Linked DNA regions of Mus musculus: all the other regions are linked to region 4. The links are chromatin contacts, called in public Hi-C and HiChIP or PLAC-seq maps. All regions are on one chromosome and are shown on one strand. The core of a region is the stretch at or near the end of the contact, and the rest is flanking DNA. Distances in the headings are between cores, read along the strand shown. Region 1 has its middle 74 kb from the start of Atp10a. Region 2 has its middle 31 kb from the start of Atp10a. Region 3 has its middle 200 kb from the start of Ube3a. Region 4 overlaps Atp10a (ATPase, class V, type 10A).

Region 1 (2,899 bases), core at 41-2,540, 240 kb after region 4:
GTGTGGCTGTGCTTTTCCCACAGGGACTGCCAAACTGAAACATACTTTGCTCCACCCCCAGAGGAAAGTACTCAAGCTCTGTTATAGAACACTCTTGTTTCTTGGTCTGAAAGAGGGAACTGTCCTGTGTACAGCAGGGGATGTCACATACATGAAATCCAGATTGCTCACTCTCAAGCTGTGGCAAATCCTAGTGCTTGGACCATTGCCACCTAGCTCCTGGGCTTCTTGATCCTGCCTCTGGGCTGTCTTTGAGAATTTATAAGCCCTAAATTTCACATAACTGAGAAGTTCCCAAAACGATTGCTGTTACCTCTTCCTTTCACCCTTTGGCACAACATTAGGTAAGCGCTCCCATGTAGTTTAGTCTTTGGGACAGTAGTTCAAGTGTTCTGAGATTCTCTTTAAAGCCACTGCTAGTAGGACTAGGATTGCAGCTCACTGGTAAAACATATGTGCTTGGCATATACAAGACCCTGGGCTCAATCCCCAGAATCCACCAATAAAATGGCAAAGTCAATATTTCCCCTAGTCATTTCATAGTAATTGACACACTTGAGAAATCACAGGCACCAGTGCAGCCTGCCCCTTCATGGACATGCAGCTCAGATGCCTTCTCTGTGATGCTTGGGAGGTGATGTTCTCCTTGTACCTCTGCCCTCATCTATTTCTTGCAGTTCCTGCTCAACTGCTCCCCAGGTCTCAGTCTATGTACAAAGAAAGCTACCTGTAGGGAATGAAGCCAGCATTGTTATTTAACCAGGTAGAAGATGCCTCAACTCACTGCTTCATTTGGAAGAGGATAAAGTGGTACATGCATGACATGTGGTGCTATGTCATCACTGCACAAGGATGGCACACTTCCAGACAGCCTAGGGAATCTGTGGATCACAGTCCCCAGTACCTATACCCCAGGCTCTAGACCCTAAGATCATCTTCCTATGGGGGAATATGTTCTTCAGATGCAGTACCTCTGTCAAGCTCATTGTTAACTCTTCTCTACAAAACTGCTTCTCTCCAGAACAATTTCAATTTGAGTCTTTCTTTCAAATCCTCTTGATGCACCCTGCTGCATTCCTGGTACCTGTGCTACCTTAAGATGGAGGCTAATTCACCACCTTCCTCCAAGCCTGGAGAAGACCCAAGAGGATCCTGACTTCAGGTGAAAACCTCTGAAGAAGCAGCACATGACTCAGAAGCATCTTGCTAATGCTTAATACAGGATGATAGGTTAAAGTGAACCGGTATTTTTCCTTCGCCCCTCCCCAAGGCAAAAAGTGTAGAGGCAAGGCATGCACTGTAGACAATGGCACCATCTAGTGGTGAGCAGCCCACACCACTGATGACAGAACCCTCTGTGAGGAAAAGTCAAGCAATTAAAGTGGCTTGATCTGCTGCAACCCTATAGGTGGAACAACATTATGAACTAACCAGTACCCCCGGAGCTCTTGTCTTTAGCTGCATATGTATCAAAAGATGGCCTAGTCGGCCATCACTGCAAAGAGAGGCCCATTGGACATGCAAACTTTATATGCCCCAGTACAGGGGAACACCAGGGCCAAAAAGTGGGTAGGGGAGTGGGGGGGAGTGTATGGGGGACTTTTGGGATAGCATTGGAAATGTAAATGAGGAAAATACCTAATATATATATATATATATATATATATATATATATATATATATATATATATATATATAAAGTGGCTTGATCTGACATTGACTTGCGTTTCATCTGGATCCTTCTCGTAGGCCTTAAATAAAAGTGCGACTTTTTCTTTTAAATAAAAAACATTTAGTTCTATTTTACTATGTTCTCTGAGAAGTGTCACACTAAAAGAGGAAAGCATGCTTTTCTAAGCTAAAACTGTCCTTTTGAAGCTACTGCTAAGATGGCAGCAGGGCCAACACACTGTTCCTGACTGTCTTGGCAAAATTCTTGTAACAAATACCTCCTGCCTCTGAAGCAAGGTCTTGTTGTATAGCTCAGGCTGGCTTGGAATTTGTTTTGTGCCTAGGCCGACTTGGTTTTGAAATTCTCCTGCTTCAGCTTCTTGAGTGTTATGCCTCACCATACCTAGCTTGTAAATTTGTATTGGTAGAAAGGTATATGAGGAGTGAGCATGTACTGTCTAAATCTAATAGTTTGCCATCAAATACTTGGGCCATTATAGAAGGAGGCGGTTGGGGTGGACCAATTGGAGTTCTTACAATCCCAGGGAACCATAGGCATGAGAAACAACACACTGGCTTTCCAGCCTGAGAGTCATATGGAGGGGGAAGAGAGCCTCAGAGAAGCAGTCCGAATACTTACAGTGCACTCAGCCTACAAGCATTTCCTCATCCCTTGGACTCCCGCCTCTGACCTGCAAGGATTCTGATGTGGATGTAGAAACAAATTAAATTTCACATAGAATATCTAGTAGAGTAGACCTGATTTCTTCATTTGCTCATTTTGCTACAGACGCTGGTTGTGCACAGCCTAGGATGGCCTCATGCTCACAAGCCTCTTAACTGCTGAGATTATAGGTGTGCACCCCTACCTTCTGTTGGAATTATATTTATTTCTAACAGCAGCACACCTTCTGCTGAAGGAGTCTTCTCTGGGTCAGCATTTACAGTGGATTTAGAAGAGGTAGGAGAGTTCTGTGTTAGCTCTGGAAGTTCTGGAAGAGGCCAGACTGTTGTTACAGCTCCTAAAGAACGCCGCTGGCATTCTGAATGTATGTTCACATGCCTTCCGGCAACATTTCCCTTGATAACTTGTGACTTTTCCATGAACAGTTTTGTTATCATAAAAATAAACTTAACTTGACACCATCCAAAAAGAATAATGCAATGTTCTGTGCTACAGTAAGAAGCTGTCTGCAGACTGTGTCTTATTCTCTGTTCTAAGAGAGCC
Region 2 (3,115 bases), core at 243-2,742, 200 kb after region 4:
ATATCTTTAATGTATACAAGTACAGACAGAGTCAGATAGTGCCAGTTTTATTTTTGAGTAGACAGAAAATTCCTGCAGCATGCGGGAAGTGCTGCGGCATTTTGCTTCTCTTGAGCTCAGGAAGGAAACGAAGCTTTAGGAAGTAGAAAATGAGACCTGGAGACATGGTCAGTGGTAGATTAGTTGGCTGCCAATGAAAGGCTCTGAGTTTGATTCCTAGGACTGGGGTGTGGTCAGGGAGTGTGTGGAAGCACAATCTGAAGTGTTTGTTATTCTGATGGACTATGAGCCATGGATGTCTTTGTAGGAACTGGTGATACAACTACATGCTATTTTTAGGTAACTTAACCTTCAATATATTAATAACACCTTTCAGTTTCTCTAATATTATTTATCAGTGCAAACTATTGTTTTTAACAAATACATTTTAGAGTAGTTTTATATTTGTAGTGAAATTGAAAGAAAGGTGCAATATCCCTATGTACCCTTTGCCCCTGTGTGCATTGCCCTACCTCAATCAGAGTATAGGTAATCATAGGTAATCACTTGCTTTTGCCTTATTATCACTTAAAATCTCTGTGCTTAGGTTTCACTCTTGGTGCGCACTCCATGGATTTGAACTAATGTATGATGGGAAGTACTTATCCTTACAATATTTAATTGTCTTTCTCTGCTGACACTTCTCTGATCCTCCAATTCACCCTTCCTTCCCATTAACCCACAGCAACCATTGAGCTTTCCTCTCCCTCCTTTCCCTCTCTCCCTCCTTGTCCTGCTTCCTTCTTTCTCTCTCACCTTTTCATCTTTTTCTAACATTAGGAATTCAGTCCAGGATCTCACATGGTGCTGGACAAATGCCCTATGACTAAGTCACATCCCAGCTCCTGATTTTTTTCTTGTCTCCACGGATTTATGTTTTCAAGAATGCTACATTCCTAATTCTTTTTTTTTTATTCACTGACATACATTTGCATTTCTCTCATACCTTCTCATATCTCATTGCTTTTTAGAACTGAATAATATTTCATTCTATCAATGTACCACAGTTTATATACCCACTCACATGAATAGTTGTGAATGCATGCTTTCATTAAAATTTTTTGGATGGGAGGTTATGATTACTTTCCAGTGCTGGGGGATGGAGCTATGTTTGAGATGAATGAAGAAACTGAACAGCTCTTGGAATTACTCAACTTCCCCACGTGGTGCTAGCTATTAGCCCAGAGCAGCGAGAAACAAACAAACAAACAAAGAAACAAACAAACAAACGACCTTGGGCTTTTGCAATTCTGAAAAGAGAGATAATCAGAACACAGGCATTTCTCTGCAGTTGCTTCAGGCTGCCAGGGACTGCAGCAGTTCTGGTGGATGCAGCCAACTCAAGTCTGAAGGGCAGCCAGAGTCAGACATTTGAAAAGTGGGAAAGCATTGCGATGGTAACAAAATATTTCTCTGTAAAGGGGCCAGGCAGAAGTCTTACCGCAATGACTTTTAGACTTAGAAACCCTCAGAGCTTTCTCAATAGAGGGCTGTCCCACGCTGGTGAGAGGCTCAGGCCACTCTTCAGATCTTTGTGTCAATGAATAAGAACATAACTTTCTCTGAGGGTGATCTCCCTGGGGAGAGATTATATGCAGTACTTATGATTTCATTACAACAGTTTTAAAATAAATACAGTCAGGAGAATAACAACCACTCCCAGATTCCCTTAGGCTCTTACCGTTTCAGGGTGCCCATGGTACGCTCCACCGGTTTCCTGTAAGTTTACGTGTGAGTTATTTTTGGTCTTTTGCTGCAGTGAATAAACACCCCACCTACATATTTTCATATTTTTACAAGTAGATCTGTAAGCTAGGTTCTTGGAAGTATGATTTTAGGACCGTGAGTAAACAGTGTGATTTTGCTTGGTATTGTCCAGTTGTTCTCTGTCACAGTGCCGCCAGCATCTGTTCCTTTGGCTCAGTGTGGCTTTTCATCAATAGTTTTTATGTTTGTCATCCTAGCAGATGTGAAATGCTGTCTCAGTAGTGCATTGGCTTGTGTTTTTTCTATTTATGTGAGGTGAATTACCTTTTCCTAAGATTAAAATTATGTGTATTTTTTTCCTGTAAGGTGATATATACTCAAAAATCAGTTTTCTATTGTTAGTCTTTTCTTTTAGTGGTTCTAATTTTCAAAATTTGAGTCAAACTTAGACTACTTTCATTCAAACTTAAGATATTTTCTTTTGCTGGAAGATAAAGAGATTTAGTTCAGTCTTCTATGTTTAAACTTCCGTTATAATCATATTATACAGCTCTCTGTATCAGCCAGTTTTATCTCTGTAGATCCAATCAACCCTCTCCACTGCTCCTTAACCCTTCTATCCTGGCAATGTTCTCATTTTACTTTCCTGGTCTCTGTAGTAATTAGGGGCAGTGTACTACATAGTTACTTTAGGCTGTGTGCTTGCATCTGACGATTTGGATCTGGGAGCCTTGAATACAAGAGAACATGCTGTGTTTGCTTCTCTGGGCTGGGTTACCTCACTCAATGTGATCTTTTTTGTTCTACTCATTTACCTGCAAAGTTCATGATTTCACTTTTGTTTACACCTAAATATCCCATAGTGCTTATATACTACATTTCAGGTGTGTGTGTGTGTGTGTGTGTGTGTGTGTGTGTGTGTGTGTAGCCCTAGCTATCTTGAAACTCACTCCATTAACCAGGTAGCCTTGAAATCAGAGATCCATCTACCTCTACCTCCTAAATACTGGGATTAAAGGTTTATGCCACCACACCCAGCTCAGGCACAATAAATTGTTGGCTTTAATTCTTAGCAAGCAGAGTCCTACTCAGAAAGTCCTTTCTTAAACCTATACCACCTATCTATGCTTTCTTTTAACAATTTCAGCTTTAGGTTTCATGTATAGGTCTTTGATCCATTTGGAGTTAGTTGGGCAATACATACAGGTCTAGTTTCATTCTTCTGCATGTGAGCATCCACTTTTTCCAGAACCATTTGTTGAAGATTCTTTCTTTTCCTCAGCTTCCGTTCTTGGTGTCTTGGTTTGATACCAAGCAGCAGAAGCTATGTGTGCTCCTGTTTGGGTCTTTGATTTGTTCTATTGGTTAA
Region 3 (3,262 bases), core at 183-2,682, 210 kb before region 4:
ATGGAGGAGCTAGAGAAAGTACCCATGGAGCTGGGGGGATCTGCAACTCTATAGGTGGAACAACAATATGAACTAACCAGTACCCCCCGGAGCTGGTGTCTCTAGCTACATATGTATCAGAAGATGGCCTAGTTGGCCATCAGTGGAAAGAGAGGCCCATTGGTCGTGCAAACTTTATATGCCTCAGTATATGGGAACGCCAGGGCCAAGAAGTGGGAGTGAGTGGGTAGGGGAGTAGGGTAGGAGGGTATGGGGGACTTTTGGGATAGCACTGGAAATGTAAGTGAAGAAAATACCTAATTAAAAAAATTAATAGAAAAATAAAATAAAATAAAAAAGAGTTTATTTTAGAACCATTTTGAGTGATCACAGCTCAAGCACACAGATTCACATTACCCTAAATTCTATGTTCCAACATGGAGGAAGTTTCATGAGGTTCTTATGTTTACAGAACAAAAAAATCATAAATGAAGGCAAATTTAAAATATATTGGTGGGTACATCAGAGTGGCAGGCACTATTCTGTAGATGGAAGATGCTATTTGCTTACATTCTTAGCTTTTGGATTGGAGAAAATAAGCTAGTGTTCTAATTTAATAGATTATAAAAAGTTCGTTTTTTATTAATTACCACAAGATGCTAGTTCCAATACAGAGTGGGCCAGTGAATCCCTGTGCCAGAAGGCCTAAAACAGCCCAGGCCAGGTAACTAGCCTCTGAACCCGTGAAATTCCTTCTACACAGCACTGAAATTCCAATTGTTCTGTCAGTCTCTCCAGATATAGATTCCTTCCAAGAGTTTTGGTTCGTAGCATAGCACAGCTCCTTTTCTGGAATTTGTTTTCACAGTATTAATTTATAAATAATGGCATTAATAGAAGGTCTGAGTAGGTGTAAGGGGTTAAAAGTAAAACACTAAGAAGTGTCAATATAAAAAATAAGAAATACACACTCTGAAAATCCTATAAGCTAGTGGCTGAGAATGGCAAGATCGATTAACTCCCAACAATATTAAACATTTAACAGTAACCTTCCAGAGAACATTAGTAGCATGTACAGTTTCTAAACAAATTGGAGCCACATGAGAAGAAAGAAAACTTTCCAATAATATGTAAGACAGGAAATGTGAGGGAAAAGAAGTAAAAATAAAATGCATGAACTGTACAACATATGAATGGGATAGTAAAAATTAGTAGAAGTTGACTGAGAGAATAGATTCTCCCATGGCTAGGTGGGAGACTCTCCTATGATGAAAAAATCACTGAGAAGCAGAGGGTTGTAGACCTTATAGAATCAGATTTATAGTGCAGTCAAGGAACCTCACAGGCAAAGACAGAAAAATGGAAGTGGTCTGTGTGACTAAGCACATCCCATCCTTTTTCTGACATCATGTCCTTGTTTCCTAGCTAGTTCCTTGTATTGCTGTTGCTAGGCAATGTCAGTGTCTAGTATATTGCTGGGTACAGTCAGCGTAGATGAATGAAATCATCAGCCAGCTGTGACTCAAGGGTGAGGCACATATTTGCATTTTTCAGAGGCAGGAAGCTATACAAAAGATCTATTAATAGTCTGTTCCCTACTAATCTGTGTTCCGGGTGCTTCTCAGTGATTTTTCATCATCCCTGAACTTTCAGAAATAAATGAAGGTCCTCTCAATTAGCTGTAGTTAGATAGCAAGGAATAATAAGGCCTGTGTTGCTTGACAGAAAAGAAGAATCTCTTCTATTTACATTTTTATATGGATACAGAATTTTAAGTAGGTCTTTAAAATACATTAATTTCACATTTCAGATGTGATACAGATACTCTTGTTTTAGTAAGGTATTTGAAAACCATTCTCTCAAAGGGAAAGAATGGGCATGACAGATAAACCTATTTCATCCTATTTGTTTGTAGGCTAAGTGCCTCCCCACTAGTCACTCTTTTCTTAAGTTTGAAAATATTCTTACTATCTTGGAGTAAGAATAAAAGAAACCTGCAGTTCTTATGTAGCATGGGCTGGCATCCCAGGGAAAGCCTTAGGCCAGATTTAAAGATTCAGTCTGTACAAACTCAGTAGGTTCTCAGTATGCAGGAGTAGCTGCATTTAGCGCCTTTAAGGTACATCTCTTTTTTGCCTGAGAGCTGGTGAACTTCACTACCCCATAGCTACCAAGCCTATTTCCCTGGAATTGCTTAAAGTATTGTGGTGTTCTCATCTCATTGACTCTTGTTGTAAAATACTGTCCATGGTGCTACCACTGATGTTCGTTTGTCTCTCTTATTTAAAAAAAGCCTGAAACCCTTAGATTTTTCTTTTGATTTCTTTTCTTTCTTCCTGCTATTAGAAAAGCACTGACCGTAGGCGTTTTGCTCACATATTGGCCAATTAGTTTCCCATCCTCTGCATTATACCAAATTCCCTAAATTAACCATGCTGTTAGCATCAATATAGTCAACAAAAGTGAGGCCTTTAGAAAGTGGGTGGTCATGAGCACCTCACTCCTCTTGCTTTTATTTCCCTGCAGAAAATAGTTCAACATATGTAGTCAGCCGGCAAAGCCAAGGCTGAATCTGATAACTCAAGTCTATATTTGTGTTACTATCCCTTGCATATCCTATCTGAGTATGCAGAATATACTAGGGAGGGCATTAAAAAGAAATCCCATTAAGACTATTTTAAAGAAAATCCATCAGCTCCATCACTGGAAAGAAAAGCACAGTATTTTCTATTTAGGTACCAGACTGTATAGTCTCAAACAACAAAAATAGAACAGGTTAAGTCAAGGTGAGCAGATGTCTTACTCTAGGCCTAGCAAAACACCAAAGATCTGACAACCAGTTCCTGAACATGATAAACATCTCATCCTGTGGCATCCATTCTTTGTTAAGAGTTCACAGGGTACAGATGCCCTTCATTGCTGGTAATGTGTTCTCTCCCCAAATCTACTTTTAAATTAAAATTTGCAGTTAAACTCTTTTGAAAATGTGATGCTTATTATTGATGGAATCTCTTGATAAGATCTCCTCTTAAATCAGTAGATTATCTGTTTAATTCAGAAATCAATGTAACATAATTAATGAAAGGAACAAATAAAGGGACACCATCATTTTTAGTTGTGAGCTTGAGTATATATAGATCATCATTACTCTTTTCTACTGTTTCCTAGATTTTGTTGACAAGAAATACGTATTTTACTCAATTAAAAACATGGAGTTCAAACAGTTCCAGTGTCTTCTCCCTACCACACTGTGAGGGCACAGTGAAACTACTGAACTCAGAGT
Region 4 (2,881 bases), core at 270-2,769:
AACATCTTAGGGAGAGATGAGATTTTTGTGCCAGAGGAGTTGGAGATGATCAACATTAAACAATCAAGGTGTGACTGGGGCTTATAATGGCTCACTTTTCAAGGGGGCCTGTGGCTTGTTCCTTGGGGCTTTCATTTTCCTTTCTTCCCAAACAACTACCCTAGGATAGATCTCTGAGCCCATGTCCTCTTGTTTTCCCATTTTCTTTGTGTTTTCTTTTCTCCTCCTTTATTTGGGGGTCGGGGGAGACAAGGTTTAACTATGTGGCCCAGTCTAGCCTTGAATTCATGATCCTCCCATTTTTACTTTCTATTTGAAAAAGAACAGTGAAAAATTATCAACAGCTCCCATTAGAGGAAGGCACACACAAGTGCAAGGCCAAGATACAGATGTTATGAAGCAGAGAGCCTGAATAGCCTGCTCAGCAGTGCTGTGGGTTAGGTAGGTCTTTCTACTTTCACTGGATCAGGTTGTCAGTGGCTGGGCTGCATTTACATGGGGAGCATGGCAGTCTGATGACAGATATAAAACACTGTGGTCCAGATCTTAAGTGTCTCCCAGAGGCCCCTAAGTTAAAGCTCTTTTCCCAGATCGCAGAGCTATTTGGAGTAGTGGTAGTCAAAACAGGTGGGCCTAGTGAAGGGAAGTCAGTGAGGGCATGTCATTAAACAGAATACTGGAAACCCAATTCCCTCTGCCTCTCCGAGAACCATGGGGTAAGCATCTTTATTCCCATCATGATGTGCTGCCTCACCATAAACCCAAACCTCTAACAGTCAGCCAAAATAAAAACCGTTTCCTTTATAACTTATTTATTTCACTTATTATAGTATAGTGATACAAACCCAACATATAATGTATTTTCAGACTCACTGTGTAATCTGGCATAGATCATATCACCCTCTCTACTTCAGTTTCCCTGTCCATGATATGGCCATACCACTGAGACCTACATGGGGCTGGAGGTGGGGGATGTTGAGAAGTAAAGGATCTGATACCTTAAAACACTCATTAGATCTCTGGAATACTGTAGCTCTTGTCAGAGGCATACTCTTCCTAGCTTAATGTCTTCATTTCCTTCTTTGAGGCTCACACTCAAAGTCCTCTTAACATTTACAGAAATGAGATATGAAAACACTTGATCAGAGTATGAGCAATACATCCAACTTGTTCAAACACATGAATCTTGGCTTAAGGTGCAGGGGACCAGTCTCCAAAAGAGATGTGATAGAGTGGATGAATGTTCCACTGAGCCCAGTGAGGGTTCTGAGCTACAGCTCTTCATGGCTCTTGAAAGAGTTGCTTTATGTCTCCAGCTCTTGGCAGAGCTACTTTACCTGTCTCTGGGCTTTAGTATCTAGCCTAGAAAATTGCTTCTGAGGATCAGAAGAAATGCTAGTCCATGTGGGTGGAAGCGATGACTAAATCCCCCAAGTTACTGTTTTAATCTATGACTTAAGTTTCCTAATATGCAACCTTCCCCCCTTCACACAAACCACTGACAGTCTTGGGCTTTTCATTGATTTTTCCCCCCTGCCTTCCGCCCACAGCTCACTCTTGCTCACCCGCCGTGGGCTCAGCCTTATGAGTCATAGTAAAGCAAATGGAGTCAAAGGGAACAGGAAGAAAAATACTCAGATAATTAAGAGCCCCCTCTCATCGTACCAAAGAGCTTTATTCCCAAAGCTCGGTTACTATGGAAACTGTTCTTCTCTGCTCTTTATTGGAAAGGCCATTTTATTCTTAAAATTAATGACTCTCTCCTGTGAGGACTGATTACCCTTGAACTCCTCATGTGGATAAATGCTCTTAACAAAGCCCTGCATCTTACATGAAGGAAAACAGGCTAATTCTCCTCCCTGTGTTCTCCAACAAAGGCAGGCTTAACAAGGTGAGCAGAAGGAGAGTGTACACATGTCAGGCTGCCACTTTGGCCTCGATTTACCTCCAAAACTTTGGAAAGCTTACAGTATGTTATTCTCACTACCTTCTCAAGTTGGCAAACCTGAATTGGGAATGACAGAGATAAGCTAGCTTAATTCCTAGTTTTGTTTTGGGGAGATTAAAAGAAACTATAACCCAAAGGTGTCAAACAGACATGGTCTACAACTTATGAGGCCTCAATTTAGTTTTTTTTTTTTCAAGTTTTTGATGTAGGGTGAAAGCAATATGCATTCACCCAAATTTTGAATTTTGATTGGTTCTTTGCCTGGGCTTTATTCTCTCATAAAATGATGGATAGTGGTTTTGAGCCAAAGCTCCCAGCTGTCTGCAAGGTAACAATGTTGCAGGGTTCTGTGCCACAAAGCTATGATAGTAGTTGATCTAGGTGGACTGAATGTGTTTTCCATTTGTGATATTTTCAACTTGTAATGGGTTGTTATCAAGACAACAAAACCCTACTATCGGTTTAGAAGCAATGTGCTTAAGTTGCCACTAAAAAGACTGAAGTAAATGAGGCTGCATTCCATTCTGGCCTACTCTACAGAGGCCATTCACTTCTGCAGAGGGAATTGGGAAACTCTAGGCTCTGGGTATCTGAGGATGCACCGTGCTGGCAATTCAATACTGGCTTACAATGAATGGACACATAAACTCACAAGGTCAGAAACAGCACAACTTTTTTTTTTGGGGATGTGGTCCCAGGCAGAGTTTAATCTGATTTAATTTCTAAATCTACTCAATTAGCCATATCTTGATTGGTTCTGAGCATCTTGTATTCATTTGTTAGAAGACATTTTGGTAATCAGGCCAGTGGGTGGGAGAGGTTAGGAAAGAAAATGTGTCAGTTTCCAGAATGAACCATTAAGAATACAAAGGAGCTATACTGACATCAGCTTAGAGTTAGCATGAAGGTTTTCATTAGAAGTCATCCATAAGA

What was found. HiChIP or PLAC-seq counts read pairs in DNA pulled down with a chosen protein or histone mark. Hi-C and Micro-C count contacts between places; a contact is called where the count stands out from the background.
Region 1: a contact with region 4 is called in a BATF HiChIP or PLAC-seq map of CD8 T cells, with 13 read pairs. The contact joins two enhancer-like sites. A contact is called at or near these places in 3 of 15 datasets of contacts at CTCF or cohesin (the NIH/3T3 cell line, large pre-B cells and pro-B cells) and 5 of 115 datasets of contacts at active chromatin or transcription factors (CD8 T cells, the NIH/3T3 cell line, embryonic fibroblasts and 2 more).
Region 2: a contact with region 4 is called in a CTCF HiChIP or PLAC-seq map of CD8 T cells, with 9 read pairs. The contact joins two enhancer-like sites. A contact is called at or near these places in 2 of 15 datasets of contacts at CTCF or cohesin (CD8 T cells and the NIH/3T3 cell line), 1 of 484 Hi-C or Micro-C datasets (nephron progenitors) and 4 of 115 datasets of contacts at active chromatin or transcription factors (CD8 T cells, double positive thymocytes, effector CD8 T cells and 1 more).
Region 3: a Hi-C map of pancreatic cancer cells shows a contact between it and region 4, with 2.5 times the contacts expected there. The contact joins two enhancer-like sites. A contact is called at or near these places in 2 of 484 Hi-C or Micro-C datasets (cortical neurons and pancreatic cancer cells) and 1 of 115 datasets of contacts at active chromatin or transcription factors (embryonic fibroblasts).

The regions. Positions count from the first base shown.
Region 1 is chr7:58,582,847-58,585,745 of GRCm38.p6, reverse strand. No RefSeq gene overlaps it. Among named protein-coding and RNA genes, the nearest start is that of Atp10a, 74 kb to the left of the region's middle. Within about 2 kb of position 1,290, at least 19 of the 459 cell types and tissues checked have an H3K27ac peak or open chromatin away from gene starts, as enhancers often do. A contact at or near this core is called in CD8 T cells, where this site is marked.
Region 2 is chr7:58,625,323-58,628,437 of GRCm38.p6, reverse strand. No RefSeq gene overlaps it. Among named protein-coding and RNA genes, the nearest start is that of Atp10a, 31 kb to the left of the region's middle. Within about 2 kb of position 1,492, at least 107 of the 459 cell types and tissues checked have an H3K27ac peak or open chromatin away from gene starts, as enhancers often do. A contact at or near this core is called in CD8 T cells and the NIH/3T3 cell line, where this site is marked.
Region 3 is chr7:59,025,826-59,029,087 of GRCm38.p6, reverse strand. No RefSeq gene overlaps it. Among named protein-coding and RNA genes, the nearest start is that of Ube3a, 200 kb to the left of the region's middle. Within about 2 kb of position 1,432, at least 42 of the 459 cell types and tissues checked have an H3K27ac peak or open chromatin away from gene starts, as enhancers often do. A contact at or near this core is called in pancreatic cancer cells, where this site is marked.
Region 4 is chr7:58,821,154-58,824,034 of GRCm38.p6, reverse strand. All of the region lies in intron 16 of Atp10a (ATPase, class V, type 10A), which reads right to left. Among named protein-coding and RNA genes, the nearest start is that of Gm39019, 92 kb to the right of the region's middle. Within about 2 kb of position 1,519, at least 83 of the 459 cell types and tissues checked have an H3K27ac peak or open chromatin away from gene starts, as enhancers often do. A contact at or near this core is called in CD8 T cells, the NIH/3T3 cell line and pancreatic cancer cells, where this site is marked.